2 separate regions of the Zea mays genome follow, and region 1 is linked to region 2. Evidence: chromatin contacts called from public Hi-C data. All regions are on one chromosome and are shown on one strand. Each heading gives the region's core, a stretch centred on a gene start, on an enhancer-like site or on the middle of the called end of the contact. The rest is flanking DNA. Distances are from core to core; before and after follow the strand shown.

Region 1 (7,171 bases), core at 3,143-5,642, 87 kb after region 2:
CTTGCGCTTGGATTGCTTCTTTTCTTTCTCACTTGTTCTTGAGATCACAACTCCATTGTAATCAAGGCAAGAGGCACCAATTGTGTGGTGGCCCTTGCGGGGAAGTTTTGTTCCCGGCTTTGATTAGAGAAGAGAAGCTCACTCGGTCCGAGGGACCGTTTGAGAGAGGGAAGGGTTGAAAGAGACCCGGCCTTTGTGGCCTCCTCAACGGGGAGTAGGTTTGCAAGAATCGAACCTCGGTAAAACAAATCTCCGTGTCTCACTTGCTTATTCGCTTGGGATTTGTTTTGCGCCCTCTCTCTCGGACTCGTTTATATTTCTAACGCTAACCCGGCTTGTAGTTGTGTTTATATTTGTAAATTTCAGTTTCGCCCTATTCACCCCCCCTCTAGGCGACTATCACAAGTCTTCTCTCCTTCGTCGGCCCTCACAACGGACAAGTCCCGGAAATATCTTCCCCTCATGTTGACAAGATGATTTTCTTTGATACTTGATTTGCCGAAAACCTCATGGCTTGGTCGCCAAGGGCGATCTTCGGAGTCTTCACCACCACTATCCGCATCATAACTGTCGCTGTCATCAGTATCTTCAGATAAACCTTCTAAAATCTCTTTGGTGATCTTTTCTGTATTGGTTTTCGACATTGCTTCAAGAAACCCCAGGTTTTTCTCTTCAGAGAGACTCAGCTTCATCTCGATAGCAGCCTTTTTATCTTCAGACATCTTCGAAAATGCTAAAAAATTGTTTTCAAAGCCGAAGCTTAAAACTTAAAAAGCTAAGCAAGTGTTGGTGCGCAAGAGCTAAAAATCGAGTAACCAAGAGCAGATGGCAAGAAAGCGTACCAACTGAGCTCGTGGCATGCTCTTATTTATACGCCCGGTGCATTGAAAATTGGAAGACCCCGCTTGTCAGTGAATGTTGCTATTCTAGCAAAGGGAAGGTGTTTTTTCGGACCTTCGGCTTAAGGCCTTCATCCATGTCGCAATCTAAATTTATCATCCTAACAAATTAATATTGCGAGGGGCTACTGTTGGGGGCCTTTGGCTTCCGAAGGTCCTCAAAAACATGATTTAACAATGTTTCTGGAGTATAATGAATGAACAGGTATCTTCGGACTCGAATCGGTACCACAGTGGGAGAAGCCCAAAGAATACGAAGGTTGACACAGCGCCGAAGCTGTGAGCAGGAAAGCTTCGGCGTGATAGCAGAAAAAGAAACCGACTTAAAGATAAAAAGGCCATTCAGACCTCGGTGGATTACTATAGAATTACTACCAAATGTAAAGGGCATGGGTGTAATTTTACATGGGCTGTGTCCCGTGCCTATAAATAGATGAACAGTGCTCCTGTACTGTTCAGGCTGACTTGGCATTTGCTTTTGCGTCACGCTTGTACTTTTACCTTCTTTTAAGCCGAAGGTACATTTGTAATTTGATATCATTCCTATTCTTCCATAATAATAATATAGAAATGAGTTGATAATAATACATAGTTGTTTACGTCATCCTTTATACTTCATATGTTTTCTTCTTAATTATTATATATTGTGTTTATGAAGGTACGTCCTTCATGACCTTCGTCCGAAAATCATTATGTCCCCAAGGGAAATAATGCTTCGAAGGACAAAGGACTTTAACGTTTAACATTTTTTGTGTTGCCTTGTTCTTAGCTCATAGCATTTGAGAACAAGTCCCCAACAGGAACTATGCCCCTATCCAATCTAACTGAGCTGGAATATAAGAGCATGGCAAATGCCCCGTTCCTATCGACCAAGACCAGCACCCCAACACAAGACTTCCCTAGTTATTTAGCCAAGGGCGTCCCATACCACATCATGGTCGCACTGTTTTCCTAGGTGGTCACTCCATGTTACAATTATCACAATATGATCTTGCTTAATCATCGGATTAACAACAATAATTTAATCTTACCCTTTGGAACTTTAATATTATGAGCAGGAGTACCAGCATGAAGTTAAAGTTATAGCAATAGCATAGCTATTTGATTAAATCATAATCCCAGGTTAAACTAGGAATAAGGTTGGAAAGATTAGATGTATCTGAATAGGTAACCCATCAAATTATGCACATATCCAAAAACACACTTTATTAAATGTATTGTATGGGATCAGACAGAATATGCAGGGGAGAAGTCCACTTGCCTTGCTTATAGAATATTTGAGGCTCTTTCTCAAAATTGAATCTTGATTCTCAAATATGGGATCAATTACTGAACATCTCATAAACAAACAAGAAACATACACCATTCAATAACATACAACATTTACCATAGACAAAGCTAAAATAAAGCATAATGAAAAGAACATTTGCTTTTCAAAAACATCACAAGCAATGGTTATAACAAAAAGGCGCTATTTTAAAAAAAAGGTTTGATCAAATTATACATAACAAAACCTAAGGTTCAAAATATCTTAATCATAAATATACAAATATTAGGTCTACCATTTTAATCGTTTATAAAAGTCATATATGGTATGCATAAGGTTAAGGGTTCATAAGATTATAAACTCATTATAAATCATCGATTTTATTTAAAGCTAATAAATAACTTAAACATATTTTATGTGAAAAGATCATAATCATATTTTTGAACACCTATTTATGAAGAGCTAGGTTATACGCCTTATGGATTTTCAAGCAAAAGATAATGAACAAATAACCATCTTTTAATTTCATTAGAAAACACATGATCTGTACTTTATTAAGAAAGCTACATTCATAACTAGCATTTTAATTATAGAAAGAACATGAACACTAATTTCTTTATTTTATCTTTTAGGAAAAAAACTAGGTGATATGTATAATTTGGACTAAATTCTATGAAATGATTAATAATGCCATATATGCAGTTATGCACAAATTGGCTATAGTTTTGATTAATAATTTATGAAGATAATTAAGCTCTTATTTCTGTTTAGTTTTAATTTAGGCACTAATGATCTAATTTATTAATAAGGAAACTATATCCGACATTATATAAACTATCAATTTAATTTAGCTATAAGGGTATGAGCACCTAATTAAGTCATTTTAACGTTATTAGAAAACTCTATTCTTTCTTAGTGTGAATAGACAATATATGCGTATAAATTGATAAATTTTGAATATAAATATAAGTCAAGATTTACGAGAACGATAAACATGTAATTAAATTTCTAATGTTTTTGTTATGAAAATCCGTACTCTATACTTTTATCTCCTTATTTAGAAAATCTACAAATAAATTGATTATAATGAACATGATTCAAATAAATTACGAGAACATAAGAATTGATAAGAAATAGTAATTAAAAATGCTTAATCAGATTTTTCTGAAGTCAATAGATTTTCGATTAGAATATCGACTAGTAAACAAATTTAGCGCAGGGCTAAACTAGAGGGTAGCAGGCAAAAAATATTTTTCTTCTACCTTATAACGTAGGGAGCATAACAACACTACATCAAAGGGGAATGACTTTCGGTGGCGATGGTTTTTGACGTACGACGTTGGAGCGACTCGGCAGCACGGAGACGAATATTAAGGCACGACACCGGTGAGTTTCACCAGCGAGCGGCACGGCGTCGGCGGTGCAAAGCAGAGCAGTTGGCACGTGCAGACGACGAGCATAGACGTCGACGATTTGGAGATGAGCACACGAGCGTGGCATTCAGTGAGGGGCTTGGCAAAGGAGCATGCGACGATGCTCTTCGGCGATGGTGGTCAGAGTACAGCAACAACTGGAGGCCGAGGAAATGGCAGCAGGGCTCTGCAGTGAGCAGGGGATGGCCAGCGTTCGGGGCTGGGCGTCGGCGGCGAACGACTCCGTGTTAGCGACGTGAAGGAGAAGGCAGGGAATGGCGTGAGGAAGGGGAAAGAGTTAGAGAAGTTGGGAAGATGGAGACAGGAGCACGGAGGCTTCTGGGGTGGAGTTCTCGTATATCTTCTCTGATGCTTTCCTCTTAGGGCCCGTTTGTTTAGTTGAAATTGAATTCCATTTTAATAATTATAATTTAGACAAAACTAATTAAGTTTATATATTTATATATGTAATATATTTGTATATTATCCAAAATCATATGAGAGAGATAGTTATATACTACATTTATGTTATAGAGGCGCAAGTAGAAGAATGTGTTATAAGTTGTACATCGGAAAAATAACATGTAAATCTATAGAATCAATTTCTATCTATCACCCCATGAATTTGAGGTAGGCTTATATGATAACTTTGGAAAGTGGTGGAATGTCATATTCTAAAAAAATAGCCTATTCCATTAGTAAGATTTCAATTCCTCGAAATGAAAGAAAACAAACGGGGCCTTACAGTTTGGCTCCTATATAGGAGCACGAGATCAGCCTATGATGTATTATTATACGGCTCATTTTTGGCCCATTACGCATTACATGGTTCATTAGAGCCCATTCACGTGAGTTCCAGCTCTAGTCGATGTCTTCTGCTTTCTCACACCGTGCTTCTCAACGTGTTCCTTGTACTGCTGCTGACACTCCGACGGCGTGCGGCTCCAGCGACAAATAGAGAACGGCGGTGAGCTTCTCGCGACAGATAAATGGGAGGGCGCGGGGCGAGCTGGGTGACCGGGAACGGCTCTATGGGGGCTGGGTGACCGGAAACGGCTCTACGGGGGCTTGGGCGAGGGATTTATAGAGAGGGAGGAAGAGAGAGCGCTGGGGAGAGATGAAGAGCGGCGGCCACATCATTAATGGCGGCGATGAGTGTGTCGGTAGTGGCGTTCCGGCGTTCTACATTAACGACACTCGTAGTAGTGGACAGGGAAACTGCCGGCAGTTAATGGGGAGGGTAGAGGAGAGGGTCGCGTGGGAGCTCCACTGGCTGGGGCGACGAACGGCTAGGGAGGCGAGGCGAGGAGGCAGCTGCGCCGATGAAGATCGTGCGGCGGCGTCACCTGAGAACGAAGCATTCAATCGAAGGAGAAAGAAATGTCTAACAAGGGGTCCCACGTGTCATTGGTACGAGAAAGGCTGGGTTCTAGTTGGGCTGACCGAAAGGCACCAAGACGTGCGTGAGTTTGAGTTTGTTTTTTTTCTTTGTATTTTTCTTCCTTTTTAATAGATAAATCTTAATATAAATATATATATATATATATATATATCAAAAATAATAATAAATTTAAAACTAATAATTTATAATTTCAGAAAATATAATAAATTTAAAACTAATAATTTATAAATAAATTAGAATAACTTATTATAGTCAAAAGTCTATTATTTAAATACTTTGGACTCTAGAAAACGAGATCAATAAAATGAAATATCTACAAACGAAAATTATTAACCTACCAAAAAGTATGTTCCAAAAAACACTTATTTTGATAACTCATTCTTATTTCATAAAATGAGATTTTCTCACCAAATTAAATGCAAAAAATGGATACATCAAACAAAATTTATGCTTCGACATGGATGCATCAATCACTTGGAAAAATTTTATATTAAAGAAATTGTTCCATATTTATATCACCATTATTTGCAAACGTAAAACTAAGTTGTTTTCAATTTATGGATTTAGGGTGTTATATCTGCTGGCTGAATTCGCTTTTTCTTTTTCTAGAATTTTCCAAATGTTTTTTTATTTTCTTTGTGGATTACAAATCAAATTCAAACCCAATTAAAATTCAAATTAATTCAAACATGTGCATCAACCAAAAGAATAATTTAGGCTCAGCACGATGCAACATTTCTGACTCACATAGGTTTTGCTATATTAAATAAATAGTTAATCCCCTACAAACTAGACATAGTTCTAGTAAAAAGGAGAGAGAAGAAATCTAGAGAGAGAAACAAGAGGTAACACCTGAATTTGGTAGGTAGGGAATAAATTTTATACCTCCAAATTCAGGGTGTTACAATATCTGCAAGGCCTAATAAAGTTAGCCTCTAAGAGCCGATGTATTTCGTCATTAATCTTAGGGATCAAATTTGGATGAAATGGTCTTGACCTTTGCTTAAATGGCCTGAAACCGGGCTTAATAGGCAGATGATGCTCTACTAGCGCTCGACTTAATCCTGATATCACAGTATAACTCCAAGCAAAGCAACCAGAGAACTCTTTTAATAACCTGATCATTATGTCCATAGGATCGGATTTCAGGTTCTCGTTTACAAAAGTCGGTCTTAGAGTGCTACCATCTCCTATATCAACTTCCTTCAAAGGATCGGCTGATGTAAAACCCTGTAACACCCCTGGTGTTACTATAACTAAAACTTGAGCATGACATCATAAGCATTGGCATTGCATATGTGTGACACACCTAGAGTGCATTCACTAGGCAAAAATTTCAAACAAGTTGTATTGTTTTACTGTTTTTGCAAATGGAACCCTGGTTAATGGACTTAACCCTAAATAGTGGTTAAAGGGATAAAACTTAACCCAAGTTATGAAAACCTAAGTACTTTAGGGTAAAAGTCATAAAATGACCCTAAGAATAAGCTTGAATCACTTTTATACCCCTGAGATACCAGAAACCTTAATTGGAACCCTGGAAAACCCTAAAACCAAACCCTAGGGGTTTATATGCAAAATTAGTCCACTTTTGGACTAAAGTGCAAAAACCAAGCCAAATAAGTGTCTTAAGTCCTTTGGTTCACAAATATGTGAATTTACAAGCCAAACCCTAAGTTTTGGACTTAAATGCAAAATGGACCTCATTTGAGCTCTATACCAAGTCTGAAATTTAGTGTTAAAGGCTCCACTTTGGGGCTTTGTAACTTTCAAATTATAGGGTTTTTGCCCTAGGTCACCACATCAAGTTTGTAGCTCAATCATAGGAGAACAACTTTGTTTAAGGAAGTGAGCAAAGTTGTTAAGAGAATATGGGAGATAATTAAGCCTGAAGATTGGCTGTCAGGCTGATTCAGTCAGAAGTTCAGAAGTTCAGTGCAACAGAGCTAACTTTGGACTTGAATTAAACCTTGATCCAGTGCTTAAATAGGTTTAATCCCTATAGTTGATTTGTAGCTGGTAAGTAGCATTACAACTTTGATGCAGAGCTTGGGTTAAGTTACCATTCAAAATTGAGAGAGAAAGTGGCCCCAATGTGCTCTGTCAGGCGACTGAATCAGGTTTTCACCATGGTACAGTAGTTCCAAACTAAAGAAGATCGCAGGTTCACCCCCCCTGCTCGCCGCCGGTG
Region 2 (6,785 bases), core at 41-2,540:
TAAAAATTCCCAAATGGCCACTGAAATCACCAGTTTGGAACATTATATGTTACTAAATTTCAACTCTCATCAAAATTGACAAACTATACCACACCCTCACTAGAGTGCAAAAATCAACAGTGACCATAGGAGCAGTTGAAGATAATTGTTTAGGGGTGGGCGGCAAGATAAGAGATAAATACATATACACTATGATGAAATGCAGCATACAGCAGAGGCAAGCGCCGTCGCCCATGGCGTTCTGCTGCGGGGTTGCCCTGTCCGTACCCATTGCTTTTCCATAGATATGCATGTACCACACCACTGCAGAGAGCTAATAAATGTATGTCATGTCGCTAGCTAGCTAAGTGCCATGTCCATCAGTCATTGCATCATATACACGTCGTTGCGCTCATAATCGTCATCAATGATCAAGCTAGTACTCAGCTCTTTACTCCACCTCCTCCCCCCCCCCCCCCCCCTCAACAAGCAGTTGGGCTCCATCCAATCTATTGCAATATCCTGAGGAATGTACATGCTGAGATAGCACAGTTCTCTATTCATGTTCTAGGCATCTCACATGTTCCTGGCAGCAAATAAAATTTCACGAAGCAATGTCCAATTGCAACTAGCAGATGAACAACTCACACTACTGAGGAAACAAATCAATACATAAACAGGTCTGGAACCCATCTACTCAGCGTCTAATTGCATCAAACTACATTCCAGCAGAACAATTGGGACTATCTCCCCTTCTAATTAAACTAGGGCGAAGGTTATGTTCCTGTAGATTGAAGGAAACTACAGCACCGAATCCAAAATCAAAGAGCCAATTAACGCGACGTATCAAGGAAGGGAAGAGGCCCGCACAGTACAAAGCAGAAACCGCATGGGGTCTTGGAGTTCTTGTCGAGCCCCATGATGATCTTCTTGATCTCGCCGGCGCGGGAGAAGAGCTCGTAGGCCTGCTCCTCCGTGGTGTAGAAGGACATATTACCGATGTACAGCGTTGTCGACGCAAGCAGCGCCGCCTCATACTCCTCCTGCGTCCCCTTGAACCGGCGGTCCCTGTACGCCGAGAGCTTGCTGGGGTCCTGGAGGCAGCAGGGGAAGCTGCGTCAGCACCGCGAGGCGAGGGGATCCGATGCTCGGGGAATTAGGGTTTTGGGATCCGTACCTTGAAAAGGGACGCCATTGCGGGCTGCGGCGGCGGCCGGGCGTGCTAGGTCGAACTCTCCGTTCAGCAGTTGAGGGGGCTTGGCTCGACCGTAGAACCGCCGGGCGTGGGAATTTTGGTCGAACTCTCCCGTTCAAGTCCCAACCAACTCCGTATTCGTATTTGTTCAAATCAAATTTTAATGGCAATTTTAATATTGGTTTTTAGTATTTTTTTACCAACAAAACCGTAAAATATACTATACTATCCATAAAAAATATTTGATAAAATCATTTAAAACTTAAATTTTATTACTAATTACAAATAATTTTAGATTGAATAAATATACTAAAAGATGATGTACACCGTTTAAAATGTTAAAAATTATTTATATAATAAATAAATAATTGTGTTAATCTTATATTACTAGTGATATAAAATGATAAAATTTTAATTAATATTAAAAAGACTAATTTTAAATACATTAGATATATGGGATTTTTAATCTAAAATACAAATATAGCTTGTATAAAAGTATATTTAGAGTCTATAATACAAATATACCTGGTATAATAATTTTAAAATAATATAATATTCAACTAAGATTCATAAACATTCAACTACAAATCACCACTTTATACTATATAGATTAATTTATTTATCATTTTTGTTTAAATTTTGGTACACACATTTATATAGGGTATTTATCAGCACCCTTGGGTGCGGATTCCCTACGTGCTATAGTCAAACTAGATCTGCGTAGAAAGGACAGGCTACAGACTCCATTCTCGATATGGTTCAAGACGACAAGACCCCACTGCGGAGTCAGCAGAATACATGACTGGGACCCCTACCACGCGGAAGCGCAATGGGCCCCTCGCCACTTAGGCCTTCGAAAAGGCACCCTCCTGAAATGGCTCTCGCGAGCCCGCTGGCAAGCTTCGGTTGCACCATGTGGCCTCCTTGCCACCCGTGGGGTCCGACGACACCACATGCCCCTAGGGTCCCGCCAGGGCCCTCGGACCCCTTAGGAGGCTTCTGGACCCCTAGTGTAGGCCCCTCAAGCTCCTGCTCCATCGGCTATTGCGTGAGACACGGTAGCCCCAACACCCAGGCTCTAGGCACACCACATGTATTCTAGATGCCCCTCGACGGCCTCGGACGGGAGGGCTCTAGAGGCACCACATGGGCCTGGGGTTTGATGTTCGTGGTGGGCTCTAGGCGTGCCATGCACCCGAACCACCCATACCACATACCTGGTCGGGCCTTGTTCAGTTAGGGGTGGATTGAGGGGGATTGAAGGGGATTAAACCCCCTAGAATAGGAGGGCATTTAATCCCCTTCAATCCCCCTCAATCCACCCCTAACTGAACAAGCCCTTAAGGATTGGTTGAGTCAGAAGACTCATGACATTTTTGTAACCACTATGTGTCCATCGTCTCCTCATAATGAGGACCCAACATTTCTGGTTGTGGCAATAGTATGTCACTATAGCGACACATGCGAGGTGCTATGCGTCCTACCACGTGATATTCGTCTAGAGGGGGGTGAATAGGAAGCACCTGAAAATTCAATACTTAAACAAAAACTTGACCTGATTAAGTTTTTGAATGATAGAGAATATAGTCTAAGTGAGGGGAAATAGTTTTCTTTCACTTGTTGCTCTTATAAGTGCCAAAATAAGATCGGAGAGCAACACAAGCGAGTTAGAATTACATCGAGGCAAGAGAACTTAGAAGTGGGGAGAGAGGAACAAATTACAATAGAAAGTAACGACACACAAGCATGTGATTTTTTAACCGAGGTTTGGCTCCGAAGAACCTATATCCTCGTTGTGTTGTCCTACAGGACTAGGTCTCTCTCGACCTTCTCAAGTGATCCACCGATCAACTTGAGCCCTTGGATCCACTAGATAGAGATAGAGACAAAGTCTTCGCAAGACACTCCATAAAAAGTATAGAGTCTCTTGCTAGCCTTTACAACAAAATATCACTCACACAAGAGCAAGTACACAACACCAAGAAATTATATCACAAGAGCACACCCTCTCTAAATCACTATCTCAACTCAAATGGGTGCTTGGATCTCTTTAGAAAGAATTGGTGGTGTTGCACAAATGCTTTGGAATGATGCTTAGCTCTAAGAGTGATTGGTGACTCTAGTAGGCTAGTTATTTGGGTATTTATAGCCCCAAATCTAAAAAATCCATTGAGAGAACTACAAAAAATTGCTCTTTTGCACTAGCGGGCCGAGTATTGTAGCATAATCTTCGAGATCCTAATTGGTGTTGTCGGTGTTTTGAATTGAGGGTCCTAACCAACTAGTGTATTTGTGCTACATGTCCCGATCTAGATGGATGATGCAAGAAGACACAAGATTTATCCTGGTTCGGGCAGTAGAAGGCCCTACTTCCAACGTGGGGGGAAGAGTATTATCTTGCACCTAAGTGCTCATAGTAGGGGGTACAAGCTGGTCGAGAGAGGGAGTGGATCCCAAGTCTCTGTGAGTGATTGAGGCTAGTGCCATTTATCGAAAGTGGAGGGCGAACGATCAAGTCTTGTCCACTGTCCTCTAGAGGCCCTAGACTCCTCCTTTTATAGCCTTAAGGAGGGAGTCTAGGAGTACAAGGGTTGTCGTAGTGTTTGAGTGGTGGCGAACTCGAGCCCCTGTAGTGATGGATTATGGGGAGGCTACACTAGCGCAAAACAAAATTTTTGACCCCATAAAATTAGAAACCACCACAGTTATAGATCATGGAATTACCACTAGACGCGTAGGGCAGTGGAAGACGTCTTAATGTAGACGGACGCGTCGAGCAGTGTTGTGCAGTCGTCGACGACCTTCACGTCCTCGTGTGGTTCATCCTAGTGCTCCAGATGCAGCACCTCTGAGGTATCCACATGTATAGGGAGGAAGCGCCGCGTTCCGAACTGCTAGGTTCACGATGGCGGCTAGGTGAGGGCGAGGGGCGGTCGGCTACTCGTTTAATGGTGGCGAATTAGGGTTACCTTAACCGCGCTCATGCTCCTCATTATATAGTTGTTCAGGTGAGCTTCTAACTTCTAGGCCCATCAGTAACCCTAAAGCCCTGTTTAATTTTGGATCTAATCCGAGTTTGGCTTCCTTCCCCTTAAGTGTGTGACCCTATAGGTTCACGTACATATAAACATGGCCCAAGTACTCTTACTTGGCCCAATAATTGACAGTGGCCTGTAGCAAGACATGTCAACTCCTATATGCACGTAAAGATCATATCAGATGAACCATTGCAATGTTACGTACATGTTGTTCCCTTTGTCTCATGATATTTGGTCTGGCTCTAATCTGACCTCTCTTTCTTGATACTATGAATTAGAATCCTTTCATTGGTTAACACTTAACCCTAGCACGACCATGCATTTCTTGATCCAATCACTCGAGGGGCCTAGAGATATCTCTCTCAAGAAGAGAGGGACAAATTCCATCTTGACTGACCATGCCTCACAGCATGCTTCCTAACACACCCAAAACTACTTTTATAACTACCCATTTATGAAGTAGCGTTTGATAGTCCCTAAGTAAGTCAATTCACATCTTGAGAACATGCGACAATCTCAGGTCTAAGAATACAATATACATGTTGCAAAAAGAGAACTATATTACAATATCTCATGTTGGGTTAGTCCAGCCTCATGTCATACATGCGCCCACATTATTAGTTTAACATCTCCATGTCCATGACCTGTGAAATGTAGTCATCAACTAATACATGTGCTAGTCATCGACTCTGACTAGGGACATCATTTAGAATAACCATACAAGTAAAGAATCTCACAAACAGTTCACATAATTGCTAATAAATACAAGGTGTCTTTCATGGATATTCAATTAAGCAATATATATCATGGATACAAAGAAATATGCTCATCTCTATGATTATCTCTAGGGCATATTTCTAACATGTAGAAGTATGGCCACTGGGATGGCCCCTGTCCTGGTTGTTGCCTTTGTTTAGGAGGAGGATGTCCCCTCCTATATCCCGTATTTTGACCAAATAGAGAGCCGAGGCCAGGGTCGGGGGCTCGGATGTGTACCCGAGCCCATCTTGTGGACGAGACGACTGAGACATAGTGGTTGAAATAGCGATCAGTATGGCAAAAAGTGCATGGTAATCCGACCCATGTGTCATGCGGAATGGTGTAAAGCGGACCTGACACCAACCCTGTGGTTTCTGTAGCCATCCCGGTGTCATCGGTTTTTGCGGGAGGGTTGGTGGCGTTGGGCGTTCTACTGTTGATGTCGTGGGCCGAGGCCATGCTTGGGCAAGATGGAGACTTCTCCCAAGGCCAAGGCCGGACTGTGCATGGGCGCACAGCCATGCTGGGAGTGGTCAGAACAGTAGTCGGAGTGGTACCCCACAGGATTCATGGGGAGTTGGTGGCATTAAATGTGCCATTGCCAGGACAGTTTGGCCGAGACTGAGCTTGGGTGAGGCCGAGGCGGACCTCGAGTGAGGCAGAGTTTCCTCCTGAGGCTGAGGCTGTGCCTAGACATCGTATGTCCCGTCCAGAGTTGTTGAGAATAGTGACAAAAGCGGGGAAGTAGTGCCCGATATTCTTGGGAGTGCATCATTGTGGGTGGTGAAAGTGATGGGACCATGGTCCCATCATCCTTTGTTGACTACGACATCATTGGCAGAGCAGGTGTTCGTACCGGTCGCATTTAATCCACTCGTTTTGAGGTTCCTGAGAACTTTGGCCGAGGCCAGGCTCGAAGCTAGGCCATTGCCCGAGATGTCCTCGGGTGAGGCAAATTTTTCTTTCCATCTAAGGGGGCTCCTCGGGCGAGTCGAGGGTCCACGCGGGCGCATCCTTCCACCCGAGGATGGGCTCGGGTGAGGCGTAGTTTTGGACAGTCGTCAAGTGGGGTATCAAGCAAATCGTGATTCGACCATGCGTGACCTCAGGGAGCGCGTTTTATGCCTTATGATTCCCTGGTACTCGGGTGTCAGGTATGCTTAGGGGCATAATCTGGGTACCCCTAATTATGGTACCTGACAGTAGCCCCCGAGCCTCCAAGGGAGTTCATGCACTTGCTTGGAGGTTCTACCGAACTCTCATAGGTGCGTTGTTTAGCCCTTTTTGGAAGGTAGTAGATTTGTTCTGATGGGTGCACACGAGCGCACTCGTCGGGTGTAGCAACCAAGGCCTCAAGGGGGGTGGTTACTCCTCTGAGGTCTTTATATTTCTCTCCGCGAATCTTGTTGATCTGTCCATTACATGTGACCTAGCCGCAGCCTAGTTGGAAAGGCAGCCCCCAAGTTTCTGCATTGGTTTGTTGGTGCTACCAACAATTTTGCCATAGTGTAGGTGCAAGGGCAGCTCCTAAGCCTCTGCACAGGGCTAGAGGGCAATCAGGGAATGCCTTGACTTTTGATGATATGCCTCTTCGTCGCCTTTCCACAAGGAGGAAGAGGGGGAAAGCACCATGCTACCCTCAATAGGCAACGAGCATGATGTCTCTTGTGATCTATTAGCGAGTGATCCGAGTAGAGGCTCGAGCCCCGTTTGATAGGGGCTGGCTAGCGGTCTGGAACGCGCCCCAATATACCTGTGGGTGATTCATCGATCCTAGACCAATTCGATAGGATCCGAGAGCTCGATGCCTCCCT

The links. A called contact is a pair of places that touch in the nucleus more often than the background predicts.
Region 1: a contact with region 2 is called in a Hi-C map of ear, with 2.7 times the contacts expected there. The contact joins the enhancer-like site here to the promoter of LOC100280855 in region 2. A contact is called at or near these places in 3 of 25 Hi-C or Micro-C datasets (bundle sheath, ear and leaf).

The regions. Positions count from the first base shown.
Region 1 is chr4:142,145,594-142,152,764 of Zm-B73-REFERENCE-NAM-5.0, forward strand. No RefSeq gene overlaps it. Among protein-coding and RNA genes, the nearest start is that of LOC100280855, 86 kb to the left of the region's middle. Within about 2 kb of position 4,393, at least 14 of the 20 cell types and tissues checked have an H3K27ac peak or open chromatin away from gene starts, as enhancers often do. A contact at or near this core is called in ear and leaf, where this site is marked.
Region 2 is chr4:142,062,155-142,068,939 of Zm-B73-REFERENCE-NAM-5.0, forward strand. LOC100280855 reads right to left here and starts at 1,291. Exons shown (of 8, transcript NM_001153775.1): 1 at 1,157-1,291; 2 at 850-1,073. The coding sequence starts at 1,174.